Regions from separate parts of the Anas platyrhynchos genome. Here region 2 is linked to region 1. A link is a contact called in public Hi-C data. All regions are on one chromosome and are shown on one strand. The core of a region is the stretch at or near the end of the contact, and the rest is flanking DNA. Distances in the headings are between cores, read along the strand shown. Region 1 has its middle 22 kb from the start of TMEM268. Region 2 overlaps TNFSF8 (TNF superfamily member 8).

The links. Hi-C and Micro-C count contacts between places; a contact is called where the count stands out from the background.
Region 2: a Hi-C map of liver shows a contact between it and region 1, with 6 times the contacts expected there. The contact joins two enhancer-like sites. A contact is called at or near these places in 5 of 8 Hi-C or Micro-C datasets (F1 follicle, liver, skeletal muscle and 1 more).

Annotation. Positions count from the first base shown.
Region 1 is chr18:5,476,033-5,478,630 of IASCAAS_PekinDuck_T2T, reverse strand. No RefSeq gene overlaps it. Among named protein-coding and RNA genes, the nearest start is that of TMEM268, 22 kb to the right of the region's middle. Within about 2 kb of position 1,295, at least 4 of the 8 cell types and tissues checked have an H3K27ac peak or open chromatin away from gene starts, as enhancers often do.
Region 2 is chr18:5,566,209-5,568,806 of IASCAAS_PekinDuck_T2T, reverse strand. TNFSF8 (TNF superfamily member 8) reads left to right here. Exons shown (of 4, transcript XM_013102263.5): 4 at 1-2,448. The region is part of intron 2 of LOC110353216 (a long non-coding RNA gene); the gene reads right to left. Among named protein-coding and RNA genes, the nearest start is that of TNFSF8, 19 kb to the left of the region's middle. Within about 2 kb of position 1,281, at least 2 of the 8 cell types and tissues checked have an H3K27ac peak or open chromatin away from gene starts, as enhancers often do.

The sequences.
Region 1 (2,598 bases), core at 46-2,545:
ACTTGGCACCGGGAGCCACCTCCTGCTGTCACGTCCCCTGGGGAAAGGGCTGCTGATGTAGCCAACCTGATTTAGAAACTGCTTTAATCAGCACAATCACTTTGTGCTGGGTCCTGTGAGTCACTTGGATGCCACTGTCCATAGAGGGGTCATCGAGGCCCTTGCCTGGGATTTTCAAAACCTCGCAGCCCGCAGCACCAGTCCCACTGGAGGTCTGTGAGGGGTTCTGAAAATCCATCTCGCCACCTGATCTGGGCTCTCTGTGTCACAGTTTTGGCTGGCTTTGCTCTTGGCAGAAATATCAAATTTGGCCTCTAACACGCACAGAAAACTTGCACCCGCACTTACAGTGCTGTAAATTCAGGCTAAATGTATTAAAGTTAAGGGAGGTGATCTTGGAGACTTAAAGCTGTCATGGGGAAAAGTCGCATCAGGCCTGTGGAGTCAACAGCCTGGCCTGCTGCCACCCTGGGCTCATTTGTAAAGTAGCCCAGAGGGATTTTTTTATGAATGTCCCATTAATGTTAACAGCTAAATCCCTGCCCTGCTCTAAAAACCTCACTCCTGTCTATGTTAGACGCAACATCTTCCTTTAATTTGCTCCCAGAGCTCACCAGCCATATCTTCTGATCATCTTGAAAACCATCCAGCTCCAATCCCCTGCCGTGGGCAGGGACACCTTCTACCAGGATGTGTCACGCAATCACCCCTTTAAGCATAAATTGTTGGCATGTTGGAGGAATCTTAAGAAAAAGGCAGTTTTGCAGATGTCTCGTTCATTTTTCAGGGTCCCTCAGCCCTCCACTTAATGCCCTATCAGTGGCTACAGGAGAGGACTGGAAACAGCAGGTTAGTGACGATATTTCTCTGGCTTTATCTGAGAGCCTCCTGTTAAGCTCAGCTCAGGAAAAAAGCTCTGCCTGTCCAGAACTCGCAGGCATATTTAGGACCACCTGAACCCCTTTGCAATGTGCTGTTTGCAGCCCAGTTAATGTTCGTCCCCCCTGTGCCCTAAGGGCCAGACCTGGGCAACAAAATAACCCAGGAGCTCAAAATGCTCAGAGCACAGCCACTCATCCATGCTGTCACTGATAGCTCCTGATGCAACTTTCACATTATTTCAGCCTGAAAAGGAAAAAATAAAAAAATCTGTGGTCCAACCACATAACAACATGCAGCGTTATCAGGGGAGATACTTCCCTTTCCTTGCTGCTGTGGTCTCTCTCTTGTTACTGGAAGCCCTGCTGTGCCTTACGAGCCACAGCTCATCACTGACAACAAATCTGGGTTACACCAAAACCGAGTCAGAATACTTGGAGGCATGAGCCAAGTGTCCTCAGCTCGCTTGGCTGACCTACGGGGCTGCAGCATGACTTAACCGCGGATGGGATTCCTTCCTAATAAATGCACCACAGGCAGCCTATTGCACACAGCGCGGCGGCAGCCAAGAACTGAGGAGGAATACTTTCTGCGTGAGTATTTAAGGAATCCTGATACTACTTTTGGTTTCAGTCGAAAACTATTTCCTCTCTTGAAGTCAGGAGTTCTCACTCGTGGCTGTGCGTGAAACCGGATGCCGGCAGGGAGGGAAGAGCAGCGTTTGCATCACTGCGCTCCAGGCAGCGCTGCCACCCGGGTGGTGAAGGGTCAGGGACTCCATCTCTTGCCCACCTTGTGTTAAATCCCTGCTTGCAGCGTGGCTGCCGATGCCCAAGCAGAGCGAAAAGCACAACTCTTAATGAGAACGCATATTCATATTTGTAAGCCACTTCAGGTCATGAACTGTCAGCTTTGGTTCATATCAAGAATGTGCTGAGAATCTGAAACTGGAAAGTAATCAAAGAGAAGCAGAAGAGTGGGCAGCTAGTAAAAGACTAATAACGGCACAGCAGCAACCCTCCTCCTGCAGAAAAACGGAAAGTGTTGTGAAGAACCGGCACAGCTGCAGCAAGAAGTCTTTCAGAAAGCCAGAATGAGTGACACAGCTCCCGGGAAGGGGGACACGGCTGAACGTTGCACAGGACAGCAGCACACGTATTAGTCACAAACTCAAATGCTGAGCTGTAGCAGATATAGAAAGGAAGGGTTAGGAGGAACAGCAAAAAAAAGTTTTCTGCATTCAGCAGAACTAAGAGAAGAAAGGGAGGCCTGCAGGGGTGTTAGTGTGGGGTTACTTTAGAGCTGCCCTACACCAGAGCAGGCTCAAGACAACACATTCAAGTGCTCACAGCTCTGACTTGCATATGATCGCTTATTTATGTGTGTCCACAGAAGACACAGGGAGCGAGGAGCCTTATCCCATGCTCCATGGGCAAATTATCACAAAATGCTGTTCTGCTGGAGGTTGCAGCAATTGCTAGAAACACCCAGCAAAGAACGGTAACTGGAGCAGGGCCAGGTGATGGCTCCCCTGCCCCTGCGATGAGCAGCAAGCAGCAGGAGATGCCACACACCCGAGGGACATCCTGTGCTGGCGCTGCTGCCTCTGCTTGCTCCAAGTGGCTGGGGACGAGCCCGGCCAGGCTGACATCCCTGCTGCTGTGTGAGGTGCTCCACAACCAGTACCACCACCGTCCTGGAGCACCTGCAGCCCTCACC
Region 2 (2,598 bases), core at 32-2,531, 90 kb before region 1:
GTAATTACACTGCACAGGGCTCATTGACACCTCCCATGAAATTGGCCTGAACCCAAGCTCCTCAAAGTGCAGATCCAAAAATGAGGTCACGGCTTATCTGACACACATGCACTAGTTAGGCTGAACAAGTGCTGATGGATGGAGTTGGAGTTTTGCATTCGCTTCACTTCTGGTTTTGTTTTATTTTATGTTTTTCCACACTTCCCACAAGGAGGAAATCTTAGTCACTTAGAGAGAAATTCCTTACTGTGCCATGGGCCAGACAAGGGGCTGTGTATTACCCAAAAATTAATGGTCCTGTTTGAAAAACCTCACCTGGATCAATGCCGCGCTGGCCTTCTGCCAACTAACTGCCTGACTCCGCATGCCTCTTACGTACCCAAATTCCTTTGGAGAGCAAACAACATTCTGCAGAAGCCTCAGCCACTAGCTCATGCTCTTAGTATGTTTTTCTTCTGAAAGTTGTTCTGCATAATTCAGTATTAGATATGAAAAGCGCAAGCAGGTCTATGTTTTTTCAAGTACCCTATCATGCAATTAAAGTAAGAAAGGGACTAACCAGCACAAATACCCAACCAAAAAGCAAAATAAATAAGAAGCCTTTGATCTTGGGGACCTCTAACTGCGTCTGCTGGCAGGTCTTTCCAAAGTGGAAGTGATACAATGTGTGTTCAGTATGAAGAATAAGGGAAAGCAAAGGCATCCTCCGTAGGAGGAACAGCTGTAACGACGCAAATTCTTACAAGCAACACTTGCGACAGCAGGAGTTGCACTGAGTGACCTTCAAAACCTCTTCCAGCTACAGCTTTTTATGGTTGTAATAGGCTCAACTGCAAGAAAACATGATGGGCTGTGAGGATATGGAGTCTTGGAAAAATGTTTTGGGGAGCTCAGGTTTAGGACCCCCTGATTTCTGTTTTCAGAAATGGTCCCATGAGCTTGAAGATTTGGAGTTGAAAAGGGCAGAGACCAAAGAAGCCTGGCACAGCGCATTCCAAAATTCAGATGCCTTAAGGAGAGTGAAGCTCCAGAGCTCCCAGCATGCAGGCTCTGCTGTGAGACCTTTGCATCACAGCCAGAGCCTTCAGCCCCTCCACACTCACCATCACCTCTGGGCTGCTTGTACGCAGCAACCACCCTCCTCTGCTGCAAGACAAGAATGTCGTAGACCATGAGTAAGATCAGTTTTTCCTCAGATGCCATATCCTGCAGATATTGGCACACCATTTCCCTTCAGTCATGTCCACACCATCTAAATTTAGGATCCCTGTTTCCCTGTATAGCTGTCTTGAAGCAAGAATGTCCAGGCGGTGAGTCAGAGTACCCAAATTAGCTGCCTATTTTACACACTGTCAGCTGGTGACTTAATCTTTACTCAGTCCACCAAGCCCTGGCTCTCAACAGCTCCATTCAAGATGAGATGATAAACGATCATTTAATCTGTGGCCTGATAATTCATGGCACTTTCTACAGCTCTGAGCAGAGCACTACCTGTGCTGTGAGGCTGGGTGAGATTCCTGGAAAGCCCGCGGCTCTCCTGCAGAGCACGTTTGTAAGATAAAACGCCAGTGCCAACTGAGTAAGTTGTCAGGTGTATGAGTGCAAAAAAGAATAAGTCTCTCCCACTTAGGCCATTTCACTACCACTAGTGCATGTTGCTTGGACTTGTCCAGAACTGATGGGGGGAGCAACATTTTGGAATTAGGCACCAATTAAGTATTTAAGTTTTGAAGGGAGCATTTGTTCACTTAAAACTGTTTATTAAGTGTTTTTTGTTGTTGTTGTTGTTGTTTTTTCAAACCTGCTGAAGGAACTGAAGTGACGGAGAAATTTTGAAAATTCCTCCTTTCCGTGTTTTTCTGTTTTTCTGCTTCTTCCCCTTTTTGATTCTATTTTTCATTCTCATAAAAATGGATGGGAAAAAAAAATTAGAATGTAAAGGAGGAAAAAGGAAGGAAACCACCGAAACATGAAGAGTTGGGAAAAAAACTGATTGAACAGTTAAATGAGGTCTATTGATACTCTAACTTTGAGGATGTGAGTGTGTGTTGGCATATGCAACAGTTTAAAAATAGGTATTTCTAAAGCTTACGCTTAAGAGGAATAATAAGTTTAATGCTTAAAAATGAGAATATGCAGTTTTTTAATACTTTATATGAATGTAAATTCCAGGGGCTTCAAGGAGTTCCTCAAGCTTGACAGTGGTAGAAGAGTAGAACTTCTGCCTTTGGCAAGCAGATTGTGTGCAGAATATCAGAGCCTTTATATTTAAAGGGTATTTTTTCATGTATAAACCTGACTGTGTTGTGAGACAGTGCATTGGGAGCTTTAGCAATAGACACATGAAATGTCAAAATAATTGTATCATGTAAAATGACGTAAGTTTTTTCTTTTGATGTTGTTAATTATTCCAGTTAAAATATTGAGTTGGGGGTGGGGAGGGAGTGTTTTCCTGAATAAACACGTCTGATTCATATTGCAGTGCAGCGTGTCTTTAATCAAACACGTCTGGGTGGAAAACGCCTGAACACAGTGTCTGGGTGATACGATGGTAATCTGAGAGGCGGATCTGGCCCCCGGAAACATAACAGAAGCTGC